Regions from separate parts of the Mus musculus genome. Here regions 2 and 3 are each linked to region 1. Evidence: chromatin contacts called from public Hi-C data. All regions are on one chromosome and are shown on one strand. Each heading gives the region's core, a stretch centred on a gene start, on an enhancer-like site or on the middle of the called end of the contact. The rest is flanking DNA. Distances are from core to core; before and after follow the strand shown.

Region 1 (4,220 bases), core at 546-3,045:
AAGTAATAAGCACACTAATTATGCTTGATACAACCTTAGAATAAATCCATCCAAGAATTCATACTTCTCCTTTCACACACATATTTTCTCCAGCTGCCAATGGGTTTTCACTTTCAAGTGAACATGTGATAGCATTGGCTTGTTTAAAACCAGAATTCCTATCCCTGGTGGATTATGGGTTGAAAGCTGTCCTCTCTTAATTTTGATTGGTACAACAGGCACACAGCCGGGGCTCCAGTTCACTAACCTAAATCCCAGACCCACTAAAGGGAGCAAGAAACTAACCTAGAGACGGCATGAAAGCCAGAACTCATTGACAGCCATGCAGTTCATAGAATAAAAATCCAACCCAGAGCTCTGAGATTTCCAGCAAATATTGATTACCGTGAGAATCATGACTGATTTAGAAGTGAGATCAGTTCCTAGTCGCCTGCTGAGTTCAAACCATTGTTTTCTCTTCTCATACTCTTTAGACACGTGGACAGTCCTTGTTAGGAAGAATACATTTGTCTTCCTATCTGTGATTCTAGATGAGTTTGGCTAAGTAGAAAACTGTAAACCCAGGAGCTCTGTATTACAATGTCTGGCTTCTCTGTCATTCGAGGGCACATGTTTAATTTTTTCACTTAAAGCATCCACATTAATCATGCCCACAGGCACCGCATCCTCTTCTCAGCAAAGTGACAGTGCACGTGGTCACGCTGATGTTACCTGCCAGGTAACGGGGATGCGGCCAGGAACTCATTTGGGACATGCACTCAGGGACTGGTGGGGAAACATGGCTTCTAGTTGGCTTCCTTCCTGCAAGCTGCACAGAGGAGGCGTGGCTCGAATCCACAAAGTGGACTGGGAAGCACCAAGGAGCTCAACAAGATCACTTGAGGTCTAACATCGGACCAAGGTCAGTCGTGTCTGTGGGTGCCTGCGCCGACCTGGGCTACAGGAAGCCAGCCACAGAAGGCCTTGATGCAGAAAGCTCAGGGCGGAACATGCAGAGCGAGTTCTGTGCCCTTATAAAGAACCCCTGTTGCTGAAAGCTCCCTCCACCCGCAGCAGGGGCGGGGATCTGCAAGGGATCCAGATCCTTAAGCCTCCGGAAGTCGAAAGGGCCCTTTATACACCCGACTTGGAGCCTAGAACTACCAGGCCACTGCGGTCTTGACTGATTACGGTCAAAACATCCAATGAGCTGGCAAGCATGCATACGCAAAGACAGGCGCCCAGGGCCACGCGTGACTGTCTAAGATGTGTAGTGACAGTCGGTCGATTTCCAAAAAGCTGATTTAGAGGTCTAAGCTCGGCAACCTAGATCTGATGGCCTCAATTTTTCTGCCTCCCATCTCCCCGCCCCTGCAATCGGTCCCCAGACAGAGACAGAAAGGCTTTTTCCGGATTGCAAGTTGCCCAAGGTCCTCCGGGCCTAGGGCGCGCTCCAGGCTCCTCAATGCCCTGAGACCAGGTGTGCAGCACCCGGATACCAACCCTGCACCCGTACCTTTCCCGATCACTTCCAGCAGTTCCTTTTCCTCCTGGGTCAGCTCGCCTTTCTTTATGTGACCCATCGTTCCCGCCAGCTTGACGCTTATTCTATTTCTTTGGAAAGGTTTTTTAAAAAAACAAGAGACGTGTATGCGTCGTGGAAGACCGCCACAGCAAGGCAACTCGAGGCCGGAGCAGCAGCCCAGTGAAGTGGCAGAGTCGCTAGGGTCTCACGGCTGGGGGCTGGCGGGTGCGGCGAGCTTGAGCGAGCCGGGCTGGCGCTCTCCACAAGTCCCGCCCCCGCGCCTCAATGGCCAGGTCGGGAGGAGGAGCTGCAAGAGGCAGCAAGCGACTCCAATTGGAGCAACCTACGAGGTCCAAACCAAAAGGAGACATTTGGAAGGGGATTCAATACATCTTCTAGGTTTCCTATTCCCATGATAACCTATTAAGAAGTACAGGGACACAGGGTTCCTTGGATTCTAAGGATAGAAGTTCTCTGCCTGGTAGTGACTTCTGTGGGCACGTGCGGAGGCATTGGGATGCAGCTAGACGGGCTGCACTGCCCCTAAGAGTGGCGCGGTTCGGGCAAGGGGCGGGGATAGGGCGGGGCCGGGGCAGGAGGCGGAGCTACACCGGGTTCTGTGTGTCTGTGTCAATGTGTCTGTCCTTCACTCCTCCATTGTCTGCCTCAGCCACTGCCGCCGCCACTGCTGCTGCAGGATCCGCCGCAGCCACCAGTCTCGCGCGTCGTCGCTCCCTCCTTGGACAGGTAAGAGGTGATCAGGTGGGGCGGCGGGAGCCTGAGAGTTGAGCGAGCAGTGACCGCCTCCGAGCCAAGGGGTCCCAGCGGGCTGGAGCTGGCGTGGAGGAAGCATGTGCCACCTGGGGCGGTTGCCTTCCTCTTCATAGAGGAGCCCCCGCGCCGCGCCATCATCCATGCACGTACTGTGTATTAGTGCCTCTCGAGCGAGACCTAGACCTCGCTACGTTTGTCCGCCCCAAGAGCTCCGGGGACCGCGGGCCGGCCGTAAGCTGGCCACGCGGTGAAAGTGGCGGGTGCACATGGTCTCGTGCGTGGCGATCCCCGGGGAGGCCCACTGCCGGGAGGTGAGGGGAACACCCCATGACCAGCGACACTGGGAGAGGCTCGGAGAAGGTAAATTTCTTTTTGCAAACCTAGCCCTCCCCAGTACTTGTCTGTCATTTCTTGCCCTCTGTGGAAGCCATGGAACCTGGACCTGTGGTGTTCGCTAAGGATATTTAGAAGCGACTTACAACTGCTCTGATACTTTGTTGGGGTGTGGGGGTCTTTTTTGCTCTGAGAGAGCTGCCTGTCTTTATAACTCAGGTTTGGGGATTTATGGAACTAGGGAGGGTAGGCTGGAGAGGGCGGGGATTAAATTGGTGTTGCTGTCTATATATAGCCTTAGATTAGTTTCTTAATCCAGCCTTCATTCAACTGTGGTGTGGCTCCTGGAGCGTCCACCGTAGGTAGATAAGAGGTGAATATCGTGTGTACCTTTCTGTGCCTCCGATGCAAGGTACGCTTAAGAAAATATTCAATCATTCCTCCAAGATGCTTATCTGTAGCGTTCTACAGCGTCAATCACTGCTTCTTCGGAAATGACTGTTTAGTTTTGCTGTTGTTTCTCAACAGACTGGTATTGATGTTTCCGTTAAAACACAATTGTGCTAGGGAGAAATACTTGAATAATCATGTAGGTGGTTTTTATTAAGTAGCCCCAGGATCGCTCTTTCATTCCACGGTGCCAAGAATGATGTGAAATGCCTTTTCCTGTGGCCCCTCTACCTCGTTTTGCTCAAAGCGCGTACTAGCACTTCAGAGACCCACAGATGACGTTCCCTATCTCTTATCTTTAACCAAAATCTTTTCTAAACTCCCGCTGCCCATCCCCCAACAGCCACCGACAGACATGAGCTTCAGCTTGGGGAGGGAGGAGCAGATAGATTCTCCCATGAAAATGGTTGGTAATTATTCATCTCAATATATAACAAAGAAACTTTTGTTTGATGATGCTTTAAAAATGATGTAGCTGTTCAAACAAGCAGTAGGGCTTGTGAGAGTGACCAGTGTTGTGTAACACATAATGCTACCGCCACAGCAATTAATGTGCCAGAGGTAGTAGCCACAGACCTAAGAAAATGCCTGAGAGTAACCTCGCCATGTGACTACACATCATTTCATCAGATGCAGAGACAGAATTGGGTACTTAACTGCCAGGGTTTCCATCTCTGGTGCCAAATCTGGGCCATGGTTACTTGAAGGTCACACCTGTTTGTCTCCCTGGGGTTGTCAGTTCCTCGACCGATGGAAACATTAGGTTGTGTTTTAAGCACCTGGTGGGTATTTCGTCTTCTGAATGCATGGCTTTCATTTAGAGTTGATGATATTTACGGACAAAGGAAAACACCCACCCAGAAGTGCAGATAAATCCTATGTTCAGTTTGAATTTTGGAACCAGATACCTAATGGAGAGTGTTCAGAAGGGTTTCAATCGTAGCATAAATATTTAATGTCAAAATTAGATTAGCTAATGAGCTTATTGAAATGTGTTCTCATTAAAGAACTCTATTGATAATGAAATAACTATTCATTTTGACTATCTAATCTGTCCCAGATAGTCTGCCAGATGCTGTGCATAGGATTATTTTAACCATTGTCGCTATATGCCAGGAATCAGCCAGTATTATCTTCATTTATGAACGTATGAACAGAA
Region 2 (4,220 bases), core at 675-3,174, 3.9 Mb before region 1:
ACAGATGGTCTGTCTATATTAAATAGTCTTTCTTTCCGTTGGAGTTCTTAAAGACACGTGAAAAATACTTATCTCTCAAATTGAACTCACAGGCTGCAGGCTGCTAGTGGCCGTTCTAGTCAAAAGCTCAGAGTAACACACTGAAGTGCAGCTCAGCAAGATGTTTTCTGCAAGGCTGGATGGAGTCTCACTGTTGTCAGATCTCACCTGCTTTGTGTCTATGACTGCAAAAATGGAACCGAGCATGAAATACCTGTAGGATCTTGATCTCAAAAATACTATAAATGGTGCAGTTTTACCTTAAATTATTTAAGGAGATTTGCAAGCAATTCAAGCTTAATAAAGAATCTCTGTTAAAATTCCCAAGGAGAGCAGTTCTTGAACAAAAGCTTTTCTCCCTTTTTATGTTAATAACTGTAACTGGCTAATGAGAGCCCATACTTAGTTACAATCTTTAGTTCAGATTACATTCAATAACTTTATAGAATATGCCATTTGAGATTTTTCTTCCTAAATTAATGATGCTGTCTTAAAGCTAGGCACTGTGCTTATTATTCCTTAGATTTTTATATCAGCTATTAAAAACAATGGAAATAAGGTGAGCAGTGGTGAGGGTGGTGCATGCCTTTAATCCCAGCACTTGGGAGGCAGAGGCAGGCAAATTTCTGAGTTTGATTCCAGCCTGGTCCAGGGCTACATAGAGAAACCCTATCTTGAAAACCAAAACCAAAAATCAAACAAACAAAACCAAAAACCAAACCAAAACAAAACAAAAAACCCCAAACCCAAACAAACAAGCCCCGAAAACCAAAACAACAAAACAACAGAAAAACTAAACCACAAAGAAACAAAAACAACAGAAAGAAGCCCAATCCTTTCTACTATTCATAAAATAAATACTACTGGCTATGGTAATTTTAAGATCAGGAAATTTCTTAGGAAAGTTACAATCTATCTATCTATCTATCTATCTATCTATCTATCTATCTATCTATCTATGTATCTATTGAGTCACGGTTTACTACGTAGCCTTGGCTGGCCTGCAACTCTCTATGTAGACCAGGCTGGCCCTGAAGCATCCAGATCTGCCTGCCTCTGCCTCTCAAGTGCTTGGCCAGAATCTAGTTTAAAATACACTTTTAAATTGCACTATTATTATAGCCTTCCAGATAAAAATTTCTTGTAGGTTCTACCAAGCTTTAAAATGCCCTTTGTTTGTTTTTCTAAACATCTTTAAAAGATTGCTGGTCACGTTTTATAATTGGTTCATGACCAATTTGGTTCATTCTGTTTTTACAAAGACTGGAATATTCACAAAAACGACAGTTTGCCTCCTAAGGCCAAACATAGTGGTACACAATTACACTATGGAGCCCAATGTGCTTTACCACTAGTCATAAGTTACCAGCTGCAGCTTCATCACCCGTTCTTCTTGGGCTACTGGAAATATTTAGCGTTTCCAAAGTGCGTTTCTTCCTCCTTAATAGGGGCATTGGTTCCTGTTCCAACTTGTGGGGCGTAGACTCACTTAGGAGGTAGCGCTTGGCTTACAAAAGGTAGGCTACCATCCTAGCCAGCACATGCTAGGGAGGGCGGCAGCGCAGACTCCCCCAGGCTGCCTTGTGACGTGACGTAAGGGACCCACCCGGCCAGTGTCCTCCAACATCAAGGACCCTGAATCAACACCGCGGTCGCCCAGAGGCCGCCCTAGGGTGACAGGAAGAGGGGCGGTACCGGCGACGCCCTCCCGCACCCAGCCTGGGGCGGCAGAAAGACCGAGAACCCGCGGCCGAAGCCCCGCCCGTCTGCGCCGGCGGCGGGCGCCGAAAGGGTTGGAACGTGACCTTGTTTGGGCGTTGCTAGGAGACGCGGCCAGCACGCGCGCGCGCGACCCCCGCGGGCAGGCGCGGCGCGAGGGGCGGAGCCGCGGCCCGGAGCGAGGCTGGCGAGCACCGTTAGCCCGGCTGGCGCGCGGCGTCGGCCCGGCCGCCGTCAGGCCTCGCCGCTGCCCGGGGACAGACTCCCCGGCGGCTGACAGCCGCGGAGGCGGGACGACGGAGGACCGTCAGCCAGGTGAGTGGCGCGGGGTCATGTTGGAGAAGAGGCCTGCGGCGGGGCGGAGGCAGTATTGCCGGAGGCGTTCGGTGTGTAGAGGGGCTGGCGCGGCCCAGCGAGCCTGGGCGCACGGCGAGCTGAGGCGCGGTGGGCCGCTCCCGCCGCGTAGGGCCGCGTCACCGTGGCCCATGCTGCAGGTGCGCGAGGCGGCCGAGCGACCGGACCTGCAGCAGGGGCTCGGCGTCCTTTGCGATGCCTGCTCGTTTCCCACTCAGGGCAACAGGTGGTGCCGGAGGGCCGAGAGCGAGCCCTGGCGCTGCCGCCCTGGGAGTGGCAGGCACCCTTGCCAATTAGGGCGCCGGGGCGGGAGTGGCAGGGCGGCCCTGACGCGCTGACCAATGGGATCGCGGGGCCTGGGTGGGCCGTGAGGGTGGGCGTGGCCAGAGGCCGAGTCTGGGCTTCCCTGTGGGGCGTCCGCCAGAGCGGCGCGGAGGTCTCGGTTGAGAGGAGCTGTGGCGTGTTCCTCGCGGGGAGAGAGAGAGAGACACATCAGCCAATGTCCCTCCATTGGAATCCCGACTCCAGCCCGGGAGGTGAGAGCTTTGGTAGCGGGGACGGAGCCAGGAAAGTGAGCCTGGGTGCCGGGTGAGACGTGCCTGGTTAGATCTCCCAGATAGGGCTGCTTTTTTTGAGTTTTCTGCTAAGAAAAGGCACTTTAGTGGTGGATACGGTGACCGGCACCAGATAGTGGCGCCTGGGTTGTCTTCAGAATGAGCTTTTGAGGTTCGGGGATCGTAGAGAATAGAGAAAAGTACACGTTACTGCAGTTAGAGTGGATCGAAGAAAGCCTTTGGGTGACAGTTAGGCATCGTTTGTTTTGGATTGAATACATCTACTACCTCATCTGGTGTGTTTACTCACAGCAAGTTTTATTAAGTCCCTCATGTGCTTATTTTTGGCGAAAGTAGAGAAACCCCATTTTTAATGTGCTCACAGTAATAACTTACTCATTTCCTCCCCAGCAATCGCGTAGCCCGATCACCCAGGAAGAGAAATTGTAAGCAGATAAGAAGAACGCGTTCAGTTTGAGACACCATTTGCAGCTGGAAATGGGGAATGGACTGTCAGACCAGACTTCCATCCTGTCCAGCCTGCCGTCCTTTCAGTCCTTTCACATTGTTATTCTGGGTTTGGACTGTGCTGGAAAGACAACAGTTTTATACAGGCTGCAGTTCAACGAATTTGTAAATACCGTACCTACCAAAGGATTTAACACTGAGAAAATTAAGGTAACCTTGGGCAATTCCAAAACAGTCACTTTTCACTTCTGGGATGTAGGTGGTCAAGAGAAGTTAAGACCACTGTGGAAGTCATACACCCGATGCACAGATGGTATTGTGTTTGTGGTGGACTCTGTCGATGTTGAGAGAATGGAAGAAGCCAAAACTGAACTTCATAAAATAACTAGGATATCCGAAAATCAGGGAGTCCCTGTGCTTATAGTTGCTAATAAACAAGACCTGAGGAACTCGCTCTCTCTCTCAGAGATTGAGAAGTTGTTAGCAATGGGGGAACTGAGCTCATCGACTCCTTGGCATTTGCAGCCCACCTGTGCAATCATAGGAGATGGGCTAAAGGAAGGACTCGAGAAACTACATGATATGATAATTAAAAGGAGAAAAATGTTGCGGCAACAGAAAAAGAAGAGATGAATGGCAGTACCTTTTATATTGGTGTGGAATAGGTTTTCCTGGGTCTGATTTCTGACAAGCTGAAGAGTGTCTACAGCCTGGTTTGCCTGTCTGCCCTCATGGATGCTATTAAAGCTTTGTTTTGTTGAACAGTCAGATACCCAACTCTGTTGCCTTGTGGAAGATGAGTCAATGCAATGCTTCTTAAAGTGGTCTCTTCTCCCTGACCCACAAATCTTTTGGTACTACCATTTTGGGAAGTCAAAAAAGGCTAGTAATTGACCAGAAAACAATTTTGTGGAAATTTGACCTGAAGTTAGTGAAATAAAACTTTGAAGAGTGTATGCCCTAGTGTTTTGTGCTTGTATCTTTTGGGGGGAAGCCTTTGCCAAGAAATTGCAAACGAGGCTTTGTAAACACAAAATGCTAATGAATGGAAATGTTAAGGGAGATCAGTGTGTACACATGCACACA
Region 3 (4,220 bases), core at 802-3,301, 3.2 Mb after region 1:
TCCTCCCACTAACAGGACTCTATTTGCCTAGAAAGCCAATCCCTAGCTCACTAGTACTCACTCTTCAAATATTCTTCCATCTATAAAGTCTTCCCCAATGATGCTTTCCTGTCTAACCTACTACTTTACAAGTATCTCTAACACACAATTTACCATATGGCATTTTTATAGTCTCCATTACATCCTTGAATGATCATGAGAAAAAGAGTTTGATTCACATCTGTAAGCTGGCATTTAGCACAGTGCTGGTATATGCTACCTACTCAAATATTTGTTGGGTAAATACTCACTACACCATTAACACTCTATAGTCTTACTACAAACTTACTGCCTGTGTAATAAAAGGTTTTCAAACTCAAAGTATTATTTTAAGAAACTTAAAGATAATTTCAGCACACAACAAAATTACTCCTACTTTAAAATATTCAAGAAAAGATATAAGCTGCCTCTTACTTAAGTGAAAATCTAAATTATTAAACTGAATTGTAACATTCAATGAGACTAAATGTAAGGTTCATTCTTAACACACATTTCTTTGATTTCTCCCCTATGACTTTTGGAATTAAAATAACAACCTTCTTCTAAACTTAGGGTTGCACAGAAAGTCACGTGTCTTTTGCCAGTTGCAAGAGCAGCATTTCAGTTTTCACAAAATTGAAGGCATAAAGTGTAAATACAAAAATCAGAGCGAGCAGTCATCAGTCATCGGAGAACTTCAAGCTCTTCGTTAAAACACACGCACGAAACCGGAGAGTTCTTATTTTTCACCCTCAACATGAACTGTGAAGGAATTAAACGTTATCGGCTACGAAACACTACCTGACTGCACACGGGGCAAATAAATGCCAAGTGCTTACATTAACTCTTCAAGTCAGCACCCAACTATAGTGGGCCGCTAAGTTTGAAGGAAAATCGCAGAGCTTGATAAACTAGCTGCACGTGACAAGGTCTAACTTGTAAGTCTCCTTTGATGTTAATGATTGCTTGGCAGGAAAGGGCAGAAAGCTGACTTTCCAAGCAGGATGTTGCTATAAACAATCTCGACGTCCAGGCCAGGCGTTAAATGGGCCGACAATTTAATGCGTCGGGGCAAGGGCTTTGCCTCGGCTTCTCTGACACACACTATTTTTAACAGGAGCCCATACCCGCCGCCAGCGAAGGGCGCAACCCAGGTCTAGCCTCGCCCGCGGAAGCCGCGGGCCTCCGGGCGGTCGGTATCAGTTGGACCGCAGCAGGAAATCCTGTCTTCCTTTGCGGATGGCAGTGGAGCCTGAGAAAAAAAAGCGAGCGAGCTTCCACGCCTCCGCGGCTAGGGGCGGCCGGGAGAAGCCGCCCACACCGGCGACTCGACTCGACGCCGGCCGCCATCTCCGCCCCGCGGCCTTCGAGCGTGGGGGACTCCCTCACGACCGCGTCCCCGCCTCCCGGCAAGGCGCCCCGCGCTGGACCGGGCGAGGTCGGCGTCGCAAGCTGCACTCACCCACTCGAGGATCTTGATGAAGCCGAGCGGCTCCTTGAGCGGGTTGAGGTTGATCTGGAAGGCGGACATCCTCTGAGGGAAAGGAGGGAAGAGAGTCAGGACGCGGGGCGGAGGAGGGGAGCGGCGAGACCGGAGCGACTCCGCGGCGAGAGCGGGAGGCGGAGCCGGCGGGGCTGGGGGCGGGGCCGGAGGGGTGGGGACGAAGGGGCATCGGGGCGGGACGGCCTGGCCTTTAAGGCGGGGCCGGGCGGCCGTTGAGTCCGCGCCCAGGAGACAGAGAGGGCGAGCCGAGACCAGGCCGAGGAGGGACTGGGAAGGGCTGGCTCCTCCCCCGGCCGCACCTGACTCAGCCGGCTGAACCGCTGACGAACCATGTTGGCTTTGGAAGCCATGCGTGTGCCGCGCCCCCTTCCCCAAAGCCTAGCTCTGTCTCTAACGCGCACGCGCGCTCCCTAGGCCCCAGACTCTTTTCCGGCCTTTGCGAGCGCGCGACGGGGGTGGGTGGGGTCGGGGGACAGCTGCGCCTGCGCAGCACGGCCCTCCACCTCGGTGGCGTTCTGGTTGCTATGCCCTTTTGTGGCTGTGACTGCCCGCCCTCACAACGGCCCGTTTTCTTCCCAGTGCTCTGAACTTTTGGGCAAATGTGTCAAGTGTGTACACAGACAAAGCCTCACTTCAAAGCTCGTGTTCAGGGCCCTTAAAGTCATAGTTATTGCAAAACTGCGGCCGTCTGGCGAACCTGCCTTATGTAAGGGTGCTTGAACGTATGATTCACCAAACATTTCCGCAGACATCGCAAAGTTGTTGGAGCCAGAGTAGGAGAAAGACCACCCATTTGAGATCATGGCTTGACAGGTCTCACAGGACAACTCATCTCTCCACCTCTATCCCCGTTTGGCGAGGCCTGTATTTCGTGCCGTTTTTTTTTGGGGGGGGGCGGGGGAGTGGGGGGGGGTCAAGTTAACTCATCTTTCATGATTTGTCTTAGGGAACACTCCCTCCTGCCACCAGAATGGGACCAATCTAGACATCTCTTCTCTGGCTTCCTTGTGCCTGGCCTTTTTTGGAGGGTTGGGATAGTGGCCTGTCTTCATGCATGGTGAGATAACACCAACATCGAAGGAAGATCTTTGCCACAGAGGATCCTAGTTCCAGCTCCCAGGTACTTATTTATATTTCCTAAATGTCAGTGGAGTATTCCATTAGAACTGACCACTACCCATGAACAGTTACTACCAAGCTAACACTTCCTCCTTCCTTCACTCTTATTTCCGTGTATTCCACTCAGCATTTCTCTTTAAGTCTTAAAAAAAAAAAGTTATTTTCTGCTGAGACCTGTTGGATAGGAACCCACAAGTAAATCACTTAGCTGTGCTTCAAAGGAAAAAGTATTCAAAGTAGAATTATACAAAATAGCCAAAAATATATTCAATGTAATTTCAAAATGAAATAGATGCTAACAGGATGGGATAATGCTCATCTTGCAACTTTATAGAGCTGAGAGGTCTGAAACAATTTGTACTCCCATGGTTTGTTCCTGTAGTCCTGTCACCAGGCAGCTGGCTGAGGTTTGCTTGACTGCACAGTTGGATAGGAATTGTGGGAAGGATAGGCAGGGGAAGCAAGTGAGGAGCTGGTCTCTTGTAGCCTTCATTTCTGTCAGGCAGCAGTGAGTGGTGGCTGAATCCCGACAGAAGCAGCAGCAAGTGGCACCCTCTAGTGTTGCAGCCCTCATAACTCAACCTTACAAATGTTCCGGTTTGTAAGTCTAGAACACTGGGGTTCCTCAACCCTTGGCAGCTCTTGGCCCAGGATGAGACCTTTGGCCCTGAAGGCTTAACAGCTATCTGGAGCTCTTGTGGTGCCAGGGCCTGCCCTTGCTCTTCTCTGGCTGATTATAAGGTTTTATCCGTTAGTCTTGGCTCTCTACCTCAGCTGCTAGGACTGTTCACTTCTGCCGCCTTAGACACAGGGTACCTGCTACTTCTGTGTGTGCCATTTTGCCGCCACTGCTTTCCAGTCTCTGCTGCTTTCTGTTCTGTGTCATCTTATCCTGCACTACTAAAAGTAGGCAAGACCACCTAAGAGCAGTTGTGTGTGTGTGTGTGTGTGGGGGGGGGGGGGTAAGGCTGCAATACCAGAGGAGCTTACAACACCAGAGTATCCTGACTCAGCACACTGAGTGAGCCTGAACGTCCTCTGATGTAGCCTAAGGACTATACCTACCAACACTGGACAAGCACAACTGTTTGTTTTAAATAAATTATACCCAACACTCTGAGCTAATCACAGATTTGTCTCTTAACGCTAGACCCCCTGTACTCACTGATAAGTGGATATTAGCCCAGAAACTTAGTATACCCGAGATATAAGATACAATTTGCTAAACACATGAAACTCAAGAAGAATGAAGACTGAAGTGAGGACACTATGCCCCTCCTCAGAATTGGGAACAAAACACCCATGGAAGGAGTTACAGAGACAAAGTTTGGAGCTGAGACGAAAGGATGGACTATCTAGAGACTGCCATATCCAGGGATCCAGCCCATAATCAGCTTCCAAACGCTGACACCATTGCATACACTAGCAAGATTTTATCGAAAGGACCCAGATGTAGCTGTCTCTTGTGAGACTATGCCGGGGCCTAGCAAACACAGAAGTGGATGCTCACAGTCAGCTATTGGATGGATCACAGGGCCCCCAATGGAGGAGCTAGAGAAAGTACCCAAGGCGCTAAAGG

What was found. Hi-C and Micro-C count contacts between places; a contact is called where the count stands out from the background.
Region 2: a Hi-C map of CD8 T cells shows a contact between it and region 1, with 6 times the contacts expected there. The contact joins the promoter of Arl4a here to the promoter of Ankmy2 in region 1. A contact is called at or near these places in 2 of 484 Hi-C or Micro-C datasets (CD4 T cells and CD8 T cells).
Region 3: a Hi-C map of muscle stem cells shows a contact between it and region 1, with 9 times the contacts expected there. The contact joins the promoter of 4933406C10Rik here to the promoter of Ankmy2 in region 1. A contact is called at or near these places in 2 of 484 Hi-C or Micro-C datasets (muscle stem cells and uterus).

Annotation. Positions count from the first base shown.
Region 1 is chr12:36,154,699-36,158,918 of GRCm38.p6, reverse strand. Ankmy2 (ankyrin repeat and MYND domain containing 2) reads right to left here and starts at 1,795. Exons shown (of 10, transcript NM_146033.3): 1 at 1,496-1,795. The coding sequence starts at 1,562. Bzw2 (basic leucine zipper and W2 domains 2) reads left to right here and starts at 2,094. Exons shown (of 12, transcript NM_025840.3): 1 at 2,094-2,251.
Region 2 is chr12:40,035,691-40,039,910 of GRCm38.p6, reverse strand. It overlaps Arl4a (ADP-ribosylation factor-like 4A), which reads left to right and starts at 1,924. Exons shown (of 2, transcript NM_001039515.1): 1 at 1,924-2,073; 2 at 3,078-4,220. The coding sequence starts at 3,165. The coding sequence ends at 3,767. Arl4aos (ADP-ribosylation factor-like 4A, opposite strand) reads right to left here and starts at 1,834. Exons shown (of 3, transcript NR_166749.1): 1 at 1,406-1,834; 2 at 91-224.
Region 3 is chr12:32,951,620-32,955,839 of GRCm38.p6, reverse strand. It overlaps 4933406C10Rik (RIKEN cDNA 4933406C10 gene), which reads left to right and starts at 2,051. Exons shown (of 6, transcript NR_044986.1): 1 at 2,051-2,335; 2 at 2,469-2,642. It overlaps Sypl (synaptophysin-like protein), which reads right to left and starts at 1,654. Exons shown (of 5, transcript NM_198710.3): 1 at 1,481-1,654. The coding sequence starts at 1,549.